Linked DNA regions of Mus musculus: region 1 is linked to region 2. A link is a contact called in public HiChIP or PLAC-seq data. All regions are on one chromosome and are shown on one strand. The core of a region is the stretch at or near the end of the contact, and the rest is flanking DNA. Distances in the headings are between cores, read along the strand shown. Region 1 holds the start of Cinp (cyclin-dependent kinase 2 interacting protein). Region 2 overlaps Ppp2r5c (protein phosphatase 2, regulatory subunit B', gamma).

Region 1 (6,945 bases), core at 4,362-6,861, 420 kb before region 2:
CTGTTATGTCACAGCCTAAATAAAAAGCAGACCCTTTCTGACCTTCGCCCCCTTTTCCTTCTTCTCTCTTTCCTCTTTGTCTCTGTCACCCCTTCCTCCCCCCTCCCCCCAATAAACTTCTGCCACGTGGAATTGCATTGGCCTGGTGTGATCTGTCTGGACTCGAGCAGCAATTCCAACACAACAATAACAATAAGCCCAGTCTAGAGAAATGAACTCCCCTGTTAATGTCTGGTGAAAAACCAGGTCCCCATAGCCACCTCAGTATTTGGGATATGGTCACCCTGCACTAAGTCAAGATACTCTGTGAACTAAATCAAGATACTCTACCCTCACCAGCACCTTGAGCTTAACAAAGTTCACTCACTTATTTAAGCCTTACTCTGCCCTAGCACACAGGTGGTCTCTTCCTCAACTTTCAGAAGAAAGCACTGAAGTGAGACCCAGTGTGGACCACAGAGTTGAGCCTTAACCATAGCTCCGACATAACCAATAGGTATACACTGACAATCTTTCTGATTCAAACTGGAGGTAGAGTTTACACCTTCAGATTTTTTCCTCGTTAGTTACTACTACTGTAAGGAAACACTATGACCAAAGGCCAACTGGAGAGGAGAAGGCCTGTTTTACACTTCCACACTGCTGTTTATCACCTGAGGACGTCAGGACAGGAACTCAAGCAGACCAGGAACCTGGAGGCAGGAGCTGATGCAGAAGCAAAAGTAGAATAATGCTTATCGGTTTCCTCTTCATGGCTTGCTCAGCCTGTTTTCTTACAGAACCCAGGACCACCAGCCCAGGGATGGCAGCACCCACAATAGGCAAGGCCCTCTCCCATCAATCACTAATTAAGAAAGATTAGTGCTTTACAGGACCATGTACAGCCCGATCTTGTGGAAGCATTTTCTCAATTGAGACTCTCTCCTCTCCGGTAACTATAGCTGTGTCAAGTTAATGTAAAAATTAGCCAGCACAGGTCCCATGAGGCCTTCTGAGCCCTGCTTAGTAAATTCTTGGGATGCTCAATTCACTATCCCTTTGAACAGTGAGTTCTCTATGACTCTACATTTGAGTGACTGAGTCCTTAGTCCTCTTCTGATTAGGTTCATCAAACCCATTCTCACCTGAGCACCTTCAATGACCTAAGTACCATTCAGCTTTTGCTACAAAGAAGGCCCTCAACAAATAGGTTTCTGCTAAAAGGCCCATCCTACACGAGATCTCGCCTAACCACCCGCCCCAGCACAGCACTCCTAACTCCTCTCATGTAGCCTGCTTTGCTTTGTCTACATGCTTTCTAGATTTTCTGAACATGGAAGCATGTGCATGCATGTGCACATACACAGACACACAGACCCATGAGAGCAGAGGCCACAATGCCTCACTTACTCCCCTAGAGCATCTAGAGAAGGGCTGGGATGTCAGAGGCACTGGGCAGGTATGCACTGAGCAGATGAATGAATGATGAGCAAGGATAACAGCGAAGGAAAGAGTGAGTGACAGGAATGGAGCAATATCAAGGAGCTTTTGCTCGAGGTTGGGAAAACACAGATATGATTATCCAGTTTCCACACATGGTACCAGCCTATCCAGTAGAGGTCCACTGTAGAGAAACATCCTGAAAGGGACTAATAATGGCAATAATGATTGTAACTCTACCCTTGATTGTTAGGGCTCTAACTGGATCATATTCTTTTAACAGAAGCCAAAGCTTGAAAGGTTCAGAAACCTGTCCAAGCCACAGAACTAATACAACAGAAATCTACACTATGAGAGCTGCACTGTCTAAACACTAGCCATCATAAATTTATAGCCTTACAAGGACCACACAGCTTTGACTAGGAGATGTCTGTTCTCAGGATCAGGCAACACTAGCACCCTAGTGCACAAACCCACAGGATCCAATCAAATGCAAACAGCATGGCTGGCAGACAAAGCCAGTTAGCCACTGGCTATTACCTTTCAAAGCAGGTAGAGCACTGTATGAGCACAGGGCTCTGATAATAAGGAGCAGGAGTAATAAGATTGCAGCAGGGTATGACAGCCCAGCCCTTCTGAGGCTCCCCAGTTAGAGGCCAGTGAGGACTACAAAGTGAGCTTCAGACCAGCCTGGGCTACATGGTGGGCACTGGCTCAAAAACACAAACAACAGCAACAACAACGCCAAGAATGCATTATATGGATCACAAAAATTCTCTTTTAATGTTGGTTTTACCATTATAAACAGCATAGAAATATATCCAAAAATATTCTTGGAAAGCTTTTATTTTTAATATTTTATCATCACCACCACCACCACCACCACCACCACCACCACCACCACCACAGGTATGGGTGTTTTGCCTGCTTATGTGTCTGTGTACAATGTGTATACCTGGTACCTGCAGAGGCCAGAAGAAGGTATTGGATCCCCTGGAACTGAAATAACAGACAGTTATGAGCCACCATCTACTAGGACTCAAACTCAGGTCCTCTGCAAGAGCAACAAGTACTTTTAACTGCTGAGCCATCTCTCCAGCCCCTAGTTTTAATTTTTAATTATATTGCAAGTGCCATTGAAGCTCAGAAGAGGGCATCAGTGCCTCTGGACTCAGAGTTAGAAGTGGCTATGAACCACTTGAGATGGATGCTGGGAACCTAACTCAAGTCTTCTGAAAGAGCAACAAGTGCTCTTAACCACTGAGCTGTTTCTCCAGACCCTTGGAAACATTTAAAAGTAGAAAAAGGCTAGTCCAGTGGAAGTGAATTAGCAATACTAACAAGGGTTTCAAGAAGTGAAAAATTTTAAATGCATTGTCAAACTGTTTTCCATAGCTGTCATAATGACTTTTGCTTTAAACATGTTTTCTTGAAAGACACGGAGAGGTCAGTAAGTCACAGCATTAGGTGCAGTTCTGGGTTACTAAGAACTCAAGTCATGAGGTTTGCAAGGCAAGTGCCCTTACCTGATAAGGCACCATGCTGGTCCCCTAAATGAGCTTGTAACCCTAGGACACGGAAGTAAAGAGAGGATGAACACTATAAACTCAAGGCCAGCTTGGCTTACACTGACAGTTTACACACCAATCAAAGTCTACACAGCAAGATTCTGCCAACCCCCACGTCTAACAGACAAACTACAACAAAGAATAGAAACATCCAATAGGCTACAGTACAATCAACACTCAACACATACTTGTTGGGTTAATCTCTCTCAAACCCCCTGTGCTGAGCCACATATGGTGGTGCACACCTACAATTCAAGCACTCAGGAGGCTGAGGCAGGAGCATCTCTCCAAGCTGTAGACAGTCTGGTCTTTATAGTGAGATCCTGTCCCCCAAAAGAAAACAAACAAAATTCTATGCCACATTGCCCCAAGACCACAGCAAAGATTCACTGGAAATCTCGTGACCAGATCCGAAGGCTACATTCATGGGAAACATACATTCTGAAGCTGCTTCTGTCTCAATAATCCAGAGAAAACACCACCAAACCAGATGGGCTGGCACACGCTTTTAGTTCCAGCCAGAGGCAGGCAGGATCTTTGAATTCAAAGTTGGCCTGAGTTCCAGGACAGCCACACCTATACAGAGAAACCCTGTCTTGGAAAACAACAACAACCCTAAATAAAACAAACCACCACCTAATTTCTTCTTCTGATTCTACCACACTCCCTGTCCCTAACGTCCATTCTTATTAATATAACCATCTCCTAATTTGTTCTTCACCTTTCTAAATTCAAGATCATTGTTGTCGTCTGCTTTCTTCCTCCTCTCCACTAAGTGCCAGCAGCTATTTTGTTTAAATTAGAGGCTACTATGAATGGACTCCGAGCTCTTCAACCCCAAAAGATAACTTCCCTAAGAAAAACTGAAAACCAACCCAATAAGAACCAGTCTTCCATTGAAAAAGACAATGTGGCTACATCAAAACAACTGCTTAGGGCTCTCGGAGAGGTAGCTCAGCCTGTAACACAGGGTATCCCTTCCAGAGGACCAGAGTTCAATTCCCAGCACCCACATGGCAGCTAACTTCCAGGGCATCTGATACCCTCTTCTGACCTCAGTAGGCACTTCACACACGTGGGTACACAAAAACACATGGAGGCAAGACATCCATTCACATAAAACACGATTTTTAAAAGTTACGGGGTGGGGGGGGGGAGTGAACCCCTGAAGGACTTTATTTCATTTTACCCATCCATGATTCCCAAACCAGACGGGATTCTCAGGTTTGAAATCTCAAGAGCTAGACTCCAACCTTCCTGAGGGAGTGACTAGGTGTGAAGTGTAAGCATACACCCCTAGGGCCTGGCCCAGCAACTGGCATGAGGGAAGTCTAGTAAACACTCAATGAATGAACAAACACGGGCTGTAAGTCAGGTTGCAAAAACAAACAAAATGATCACAGGTATATCAGCATTACAGCTGGGTGCGAGTAGGTACAAAAAGTGTAACAGCTTCGAAGACAAGGACTCTCTGGCGATAAGAGACTAGAGCAACTTCATACCTAGGACCTGATTTCCCACAACTCCCTGCTCCAAAAGTTTTCAAAACCTTGGCTGCAAATGATCATTCCAGTCAACGACAAAACGATACACCTCACATGCTGCCAACAAATGGAACAGAAAAATACCTGAATATCGGTGAGAAAGAAAGGAAGCACAAAGGGTAGGAAAGAAAAGTAAAGACGGAGATGGAAAGAAATGGGAAACCAGAGACTTAAGGGACTAGAGGAAAAAGCAGCGAAGCCCACAGAGCCGTGTGGGTGACAGCAGAGACTAACCTTGATCATATTCAGTCAGACCCTGGACGGTCGGCTGTGCATGCATGCACTGACCCATTTAATCCTCCACTATCCCAAGATAAAAACTTATCATTTTACGGATGACGAAACTGAAGCTAGGAAGTTGACACTTGCTCCAGTAAACGGGTAGGAAGGGGAAGCGCAATGACCTGACCCCGAGTCTGACCCAGGGTCACCCCATTCACTGTCCATTCCGCCTCGGGGGCCACACCGGGAGGCATTCGGTATCCATTTAACCAACCCTTACTCAACTCCTACTGGGCGGCCAAGCCAGCGGCAATGTAAGGGATCCAGCTGAGGATCGGGGGGACAGAACAGAACGCAATGTCAATCTCCAGGCTGAGGAGCCTGGAGCCGGCCGCGAGAGGGATGCAGGGTGGGGCAGGAGGGGAGGAGCGAGGGGAGCCGGGACGCCAGGGCGGCCCGGGGCGGTGTGCGAACGCTGCGACGCCCGGTGCTCTGCACAGACTCCGGCTGACAGATGCGCCGCGTGCGGCGGCTGCCAGGGGGACGGCGACGCGGCTGTGGAGACGCTGAGGGGCTGAGACAGGGGAAGGCGGCTCTGCCAGGGGGAGGAAAGGCGAGGGGCGGCGTCGGGGACGTCGGAGGCGTCCGGCACCCGCCCGCGCGCTCCCGAACTCACCTCCCGCGGCAGCCCCTCAGGACACCTCAGCCCCGCCAACCCGGAGGAGGCGGGATGGACTCCGGGCCGCAGGGGCTGCTGGGAGCCTGTTGCCTAGGCAACGGGTTAGGCCTCAGAGAGTAGCAGTGACTCCGCGGAGGGCTAGAGCGGCAGAGCCACAAGTGTGGGCGGGCCCAAGGACGGAAGTGACGTCACTTCCTCAGTTCGCAGGCGGGTTTTTGGGTCTTCTCAGGAATCTACCTGTGGGCCGCCGCATGGAAGGTGCGTGACAGTGCTGTGTTTCCCTAGTTGTGGGGGCTGCAGGTCGTGGACGTGGTCATGAGGGGTGGGAGGGTGGGTGGGGGAGGTCATGAGTCCGCGCGCGACGTGACATGCAGGGCGCGCCTGGACCTCGTGGGCTGCCGGGAGCCTTGTTCATTACGGTGTGAGTGTCGTCTGAGTGCGGTGATGTGCGTGAAGTGTCAGTGGTGTGACGCTCAGAGCATCCCTGAGCACATTGGAGCCAAGCCTGACGTGCCAGCCCCTCGGAGAACCCTTCCCTAAACTCCGGCATTCAGTAAGACGGGCCGTGGAGCTTGCAGTGTGTAATAAAGGCTGTCTCTGTCGGTTCGTGTCGCATGGGTCAGTGCGTTAGCGTATGGCTTGCTGAGTCCCGTTTTGCTTTGGTAGCTTACAAGAGGTAAGCAGCTAAACTGCTGTGCCTCTCTCTCTACCAGCTGCCCTGCGACTCACATTACTGACATCTCCCCATTTGTCTCTGAGTGTCTAGAAGTCAGAGCTGTGCTTTTGGTTCCTAAGTGGGTCCGGCAAACTTAGTCAGCCGTGATCCTCACCCTTAGGGACCCCTACCGAAGAAGGACGAATGTAATGCAGGAGGTGAGAGCAGTTCCTCCATGGAGCCCGTTTGATTCTCAATCAGCTGTGTGTGCAAGTTATGGGAGGGAACAAGACATAACTCCTACTGTGGTTGAACTCAGTCCTGCGGAGAAAATAGAATTAAGAAATAGAAGAAATTGACTCACTAGGGGATGTGATGACAGCCAACGAATAGGAGATAATATGTCTACTGCAGTGACTCGTAATGCAACCAGGGGTGGAAGTGGGGGCGGCGGCGGCGGGGGTTGGGGGGGGAGAGTCCAGGAAGACTTCTTGATGGAAATAACTGTTCAACTTGCTTCCTGTTGCCATGGTAAAATACCGTCACCAAAAAGCATCTTGGGAAGGAAAGGGTTTATTTGTCTTACCCTTCCAGGTCCCAATCCATCTATGAAGGAACTCGGTAGGAACCCAAGCAGAACCAGAGGCAGGAGCCATGAAGAATAGCTGCTTACTGGCTTGCTTTTTCCTAGGATTTTCTTCTCCGTGTATAATACCTACATTTATGTAAACGTACCATGTGTCAGCTGTATCCACAGGGGCCAGAAGAGGACATGGTATCTTCTGGAATAGGAATCTCAGCTGATTGTAAGCCTCTTTTGGGTGCTAGGTCCGCAGAGCCATCTCCAGCCCCTCAGAT
Region 2 (6,542 bases), core at 2,264-4,763:
AGTATGAGAGACTGAGTTCAAATCGCTGGGATCCATGTAATTCCAGTGGTTCTATGGTGAGATGGGAGACAGGAAGCCCTTGGGCCAGCTAGCTTACTGTGTGTGTCATCAAACAAAAGACCTTCATTCAAGGAAGGTGGAAGTCGAAGGGTGACACCTAAGTTATCCTATGACCTCCAAACACGTACCATGGTCAGTCACACCAATGCTCTACACATAAATGTACATATGCAAACATACACATACACACACACACACACACACACACACACATCCAAAAATACATAGGCTGGGCTGGAGAGATAGCTCAGTGGTTGGAAGCACTCCCTGCTCTTGCAGAGGATCTGGGTTTGAGCCTCCCTAGTCATACCCCAGGTCCCTTACCTGACCACTCTTTCTTTGTTTAGCTCCTATCAGCTTATCTGTGTAGTTTGGGGACAGCTATGCTGGTTGCCAGCTTTCTGAGTCTGCTTCCTTATAGGGTGTCTCTTTCCCTCCCATTGGCAGGGAGCAGTTGTGGCTGAAGGCCTTTGTGGGCTACAATGGGAACTGGCAGGCCAACGTGGTCTGGAGGCCCGACACAGGTAGGCTCCTATCCTGTAACTCCAGTTTTAGGAGATCTGATGCCTTTTTCTGACCTCCACAGCCACCAGACACAGACATGGCACACGTGTATATATTCAGACAAATCATCCATGCACATAAAATGAATAACAACACTAAGCTAAAAAAAATTTTTTTAAAGGCATGGGTAGGGTTGAAATCCTGCATTTTAACATTAGAAAGAAAGATGAAATCAACGATAATAAAATAGTCACGCATAAAAGGTTCAGAGGAAACTGGTAATCCAAAGTCAGAATAATGCCTAGCCTAGTTTTCATATATCTAGTTGGTAAGAAAATAATGTCTGTTAGCCCACTCCACTCCTGACTCTGAAGGGATTAGCGAGGCCACGAAGCATTCCTGTATGGCTGACTGATGTGGGATTCATGGTCAGGACAACAGAGTGGACCTCACAAGCTATTCCTGCGCTTTCTGCATTGCATAGGGGGGATGTGACTGCGTGACAGAGAGCAGTCGGCCAGCACCATCACTTCTGCTAGGCCAACACAGATGATGTTGCTTCCACAGTGAAGAAAAATGTCATCGCCTGAGTCACACAGCCTCACCTTTGATGTACTCCAGCCAAGACAGCCTCCACTTAGAGCACCTACAAGGGGGAGTGGGGCGCTGAGTAGCAGCTGGCTCGGCAGACTATTTATTAGTCAAGTGTCACGGCTTAAGGAATTCCCAAACTGCAAGTATTTGGCAAAAGGATTCTGGCCCAAGAAAAACAAACAAAGCCTGCTGGAGGACTTTCATTCTAAGGCCTCGATTTGTTAAAAATATTTGAGGATGGTGATTAGCACATCATAAAAATAAAGAGGCGCGCAGAAAGAAGACATTATGAGCTTGATGTCACAACTGCTGGTGTTAGTTTTTCTGACAGAGGCTGGAAAACACCGGTGTTTGCTCTATTTAAAGAAAAGAGTTTGACAGTACATGCAAGAGGATAGCAGAATATTTTCAAGTGGTAAGACATTTCTTTTGGATGTGGGTATTAGAGGTGTAAGTAAGCACACGTGTGTGTGTATGTGTGTGTGTCTGTGCAATACATGTATGTACACACATCCATACAAGTATGTGTGCACAGGGTATGGATGTATGTACATGTATACCCAGTATGTGTATGTACACATGTGTTGTAAGCATGTGTGCATGTATGCATGTGTATACATGTATGTGTATATGTGTACACATATGTGGGGTGTGTGTGTGTGTGTGTGTGTGTGTGCATATGCACACGTGTGCTTGTGTGTACCTGTACCAAGGCCAGCTGAGATGTCAGGTGTACTCCTATATTGTTCTCTGCTTTATTCCTTCAGCACAGAGTCTCTCTTTGAACCTAGACCTTGCTGGTTTTCATCTAGGTAGACAGCCAGATGCCCAGAGATTCTGTCACATCACTAGCCACTCCCAACTCTGACCCTAGAGGCTGGTCTTACAGGCAGGTACAGCCACACCCAGAATTTTACATGGATGTTGGAGGCCTGAACTTGGGTCCCCAAACTTGTGTTTCCTGCACTACAACCTACCAAGCTATCTCCCAAGCCCACAAGGAAAATTAAAAAAAAAAATTAACTACAACATCCAGAAATGAAAAAGACAACCATGTGAAATTAAAAGGTAAACAGATGGGCTGCGGAGGAGACACACCAGGAGAGTCTCAGTGAGACAACAGGGAACAGGTATTCAAAAAACCAGGGTGATTCTGTGCCTGCTACTGAGAATTAGGGGTACATGAGATGGGTTTCTCTGTATAGCCCTGGCTGTCCTAGAACTCACTTTGTAAACCAGGCTGGCCTTGAACTCAGAAATCCGCCTGCCTCCCAAGTGCTGGGATTACAGGCATGCGCTACCACAGCCCGGCCTTGTATTTAGTTTTTATAATACTGATGAGTGAATTGTATGATAAAATAAGAGGACTCACATCCAAACACACAAAAGAAACTATATTTCAATAAGAAAGTCAAGTTAAAGACATCTAGAGCTGCTGGGCGTGGATGGGCACGGGCATGCCCACACCTTTGATCCCAGCACTTGGGAGGCAGAGGCAGACAGCTAGCTCTCTCAAAATTTGAGGTCAGCCTGGTATACATTAGCAATACACCTGGTACATTTAGATACATGCAGGTAAACACTCATACACACAAAATAAAAATAAATACATCTTAAAAAATGAAAATGAGCCGGGCGTGGTGGCGCACGCCTTTAACCCCAGCACTTGGGAGGCAGAGGCAGGTGGATTTCTGAGTTCAAGGCCAGCCTGGTCTACAGAGTGAGTTCCAGGACAGCCAGAGCTATACAGAGAAACCCTGTCTCGAAAACCCAAAAAAAAAGAAAAAAAGAAAGAAAGAAAACGGAGGAAGCAAGAGACTGGGCTCAGATGTTAAGATCTCTGGCTTCTCTTCCAGAGGTCCTGAGTTCAGTTCCCAGCAACCACATGGTGGCTCACAACCATCTGTAATGCAATCTGATGGCATTCAGGTGTCCATGCAGACAGCTTTCATATAAATGAATGAATCAAGAAAGAAAGAGACAAACAAACAGAGAAAGAGGACAAAATCTATGAGTCATAACAGAGAGGCAAGAATGATTTGACACGTGTAACCAATAAACTTATCACATTAACAGAATGATAGACAGAAAGGCTGTATGACCATCGTGACATCAGACACAGGAAGAACCCATGGTACTCTGTGATGGTGCATGTCTGTAATGCCAGCCCTCAGGAGGCAGAGGCAGGTAGGGCTCTGTGAGTCTGAGGCCAGCCTGGTCAACATACTTTTAATTTCTACTTTAGTGGGTTCTGAGAAGGCCAGGCTGATTCTTTGATAGGCTTCACATTGGGAGTTAAGGAGACTAGGCCCAAATCTCTGTTTCTGAGAACCGGGCAAGTCCAGGCAAGTCCCCAGAAGCTGCCCCGCCCATCATCTGGCCTGAGGCAAGGACAATGGGTCAGCAGCAGCTTCCAGACCTTCCACAGCAGGTTCCCAGCCCTTACACCCAGGTAAAGGAATCTGCATAGAGATGGACCCAACAGATTAACACAGAGGTCACCTACCCAGAAATTCCCTAACGTGCTTTAAATCAGGCCTGTGAGCTCACCTGTGTGTCTCTCTATTCGGGTAATGGGAGACCCCAGCATGCTGGACTTGTGCAGAATAAAACACTCGTTGTGTTTACATAGTTTGAGTCCAGGGTATCATTCTTCAGAGAATGATAGACCCTTACAGGTTCCAGTACAAAAAAAAAAAAAAAAAGGAAGGGAAAACAGAGAGACAGAGGGAAGAAAGGACAGGCACAGAGGGACACATTTCACAACAAAGGCTGTGTGTACTGAGTGGGAAGAGCTGAAAGCATTCCTTGAGGTCAGGAGCAACAGGAGGACGCCATCCTCACACTCTTACTCAAAGCATGCTATAGTCCTAGACAGAACGATCCAACACGAGAGGGAAATCAAGGGCAACCAAACTGAAGCTATGGCAGATAGCATGGCCTTACCATATAGAGGGCTTTTATGTTTGCTTTGTTGTTTTCGAGACAGGGTTTCTCTGTGTAGCCCTGGCTGTCATAGAGCTCATTCTGTAGACCAGACTGGTCTTGAACTCACAGAGATCCACCTTCCTGATTCCCTGAGTGCTGGATCTTAAGGTATGTGTCACCACCCTCAGCTGATAGCCTTAACTTTAAAACAAGGTCATTTCTATTTTTATGTGTATGGCTATTTGGTCTGTTTGTACATCGGTGCACCAGATGTGGGCCTGGCTCCTGGAGAAGCCAGAATTATGGGACTGGATCACGTTGTGGTTTGAATGAAAATGCCCCCCACACCCACCCCACCCCCACCTCACCCCTGTAGGCTCATAGGGAGTGGTGGTATTTGAAAGGATTAGCAGGGGTGGCCTTGTCGGTGGAAGTGTGTCACTGGGGGTGGGCTCCTGGGTTTCATTTCTCTCTTCCTGCCTGTGGATCTGGATGTAGAACCTTGACTCCGTCTCCAGCGCTGTGTCTGCTTATGTGTAGCCATGTTCTCTGCCCAGTGATAATGCACTAAGACTCTGAAACTATAAAGCAGCCCTAACTAAACGTTTTCCTTTCTAAGAGTGTCTATGGTGTCTCTTCATAGCAATAGATCAATGACTAAGGCCGGTCCCCTGCAACCAGGGTGAGCTGCCACGTGAGGGCTGGGGCTTGAATCTGGGTCCTCTGGAAGAGCAGCCAGTGCTCTTAATCACTGAGCCATCTCTCCAGTCCCTATATAAGAAAGTTTAAGGGTTTCGTTAATAAATAAATACCTACCAAAACTGATAAAAGAAAAAAATGATGTAAGAATTTTGTAATGCTGCCAAGAACAAAAATCAACATTAAAAAAAAAAAATGAGTGTAAGTTAGACCTAGCACTGCAAACCACAATCCCAGGTTTAGGAGGCTAAGGTAGGATGCTAACAAATTCAGAGCCTGTTTGGACTAGAGGGTAAGTTTAAGAATAGTCTGGCCAAATTAGTGAGTTTATGTTGCAAAATAATAAAGTCAAAAGAAGGCTGGTGGTATAGCTCAGTGGTTGAGCACTTTCCTAGGGCGAATAAGGTCCTCGGGTCAATCAGTGGTACAGTAAGAAGAAAAAGGACAGCCAGGGTAAGCTGGGCACCATGGTGTGCGCCTGCAGACCCGGCTAGGCTGGGCACCGTGGTGACCCAGCTACTTGCAGGCATCACTTGGGCTCACAAGTTCAAACCTGGAGAACATACCAAGATTATTTCAAAAGACAAAAGCAAACTCAAAGAAAAATTCTAGGATCATTAGTATGTATAGACAACAAATTTGCAGAAAAATAAAGGACACATTCCCACCCATAATGAACATAAACAATAACGGGCTCAGGAATACACTTAAGGAGGAGAGTGATGCGTCTCTGGAAAGGGAATTACAAAGCACTGACGGGACAGATGGAAGGGGACACACCAAGATGGAAGAATATGACCCCATGTCCATGGGTTGACTGAAGGAACATTATATAAACGCCTATACTACCTAAGGTAACCTGACCAATTCAATATAACTTCTATCAAAATACTAAATGCCATTCTTCACAAAACTAGAAATAAAAACAAGCACCAGGGTCTGTGTGGTCCCCAGACTAACCTTGTGGTGCCGGGAATCGATGGCGGGCCTTCTGGATTCTGGACGAAACCTGCTCTCAGACCCACCCCAGCAACTGTGAGCAAAAGGAACAAAAAACTCGAAGAATCAAAGAACTCGACCTCAAATATAGTCTACAAAGCTGTGGCACCGGCGTAAAACTGATACAGACTAATGAAACTGAATTGAAAACCAATAAATCAATCCACGGACAGTCACCTGAAATATATGCCACGGAGAAGAGCAGTCTGCTAAATGGTGCCAGCAAAACTGGACAGCCACATGTAGAAGTGTGACACCAGACTTCTGTTCTCCTCAACATATAAAGATTAACTTGAAATGGATCAAATATTTAAATCTAGGTTGTGAAACCAGGAAACTAGTAGAAGAAAATGCAGGGTAGACATGATTCTCTCTAATGACTCCCTAGGAGCAGAACTAATCAAAGAAGAAACACACAAATGGAGTCACAGTGGCTTAGTTAAGGTTTTACTGCTATGAACTGACACCATGACCAAAGCAACTCTTATAAGGACAACTTTTTTTTTCTTGGTTTTCCAAGACAGGGTTTCTCTGTGTAGCTCTGGCTGTCCTGGAACTCACTCTGTAGACCAGGTTGGCCTTGAACTCAAGAGATCCGCCTGCCTCTGCCTCCCAAGTGCTGGGATTAAAGACTTGCACCACCACTGCCAGGCTAAGGACAGCATTTAATTGGGGCCGGCTTACAGGTCCAGAGGATCAGTCCATCATCATCAAGGCAGGAGCATGGCAGCATCCAGGCAGGCATGGTGCAGGAGGAG

Evidence for each region. HiChIP or PLAC-seq counts read pairs in DNA pulled down with a chosen protein or histone mark.
Region 1: an H3K27ac HiChIP or PLAC-seq map of trophoblast stem cells shows a contact between it and region 2, with 13 read pairs. The contact joins the promoter of Cinp here to the enhancer-like site in region 2. A contact is called at or near these places in 1 of 39 promoter capture datasets (cranial neural crest), 12 of 115 datasets of contacts at active chromatin or transcription factors (astrocytes, bone marrow-derived macrophages, double positive thymocytes and 8 more) and 4 of 9 other capture datasets (adipose tissue, embryonic stem cells, liver and 1 more).

Annotation. Positions count from the first base shown.
Region 1 is chr12:110,887,811-110,894,755 of GRCm38.p6, reverse strand. Cinp (cyclin-dependent kinase 2 interacting protein) reads left to right here and starts at 5,611. Exons shown (of 5, transcript NM_026048.4): 1 at 5,611-5,690. The coding sequence starts at 5,684. Tecpr2 (tectonin beta-propeller repeat containing 2) reads right to left here and starts at 5,492. Exons shown (of 20, transcript NM_001289510.1): 1 at 5,430-5,492.
Region 2 is chr12:110,469,427-110,475,968 of GRCm38.p6, reverse strand. All of the region lies in intron 3 of Ppp2r5c (protein phosphatase 2, regulatory subunit B', gamma), which reads right to left. It overlaps Gm19605 (predicted gene, 19605), which reads left to right. Exons shown (of 6, transcript NR_168658.1): 4 at 508-584; 5 at 1,049-1,573. Among named protein-coding and RNA genes, the nearest start is that of Gm19605, 13 kb to the left of the region's middle. Within about 2 kb of position 3,513, at least 36 of the 459 cell types and tissues checked have an H3K27ac peak or open chromatin away from gene starts, as enhancers often do. A contact at or near this core is called in bone marrow-derived macrophages, embryonic stem cells, epiblast stem cells and 2 more, where this site is marked.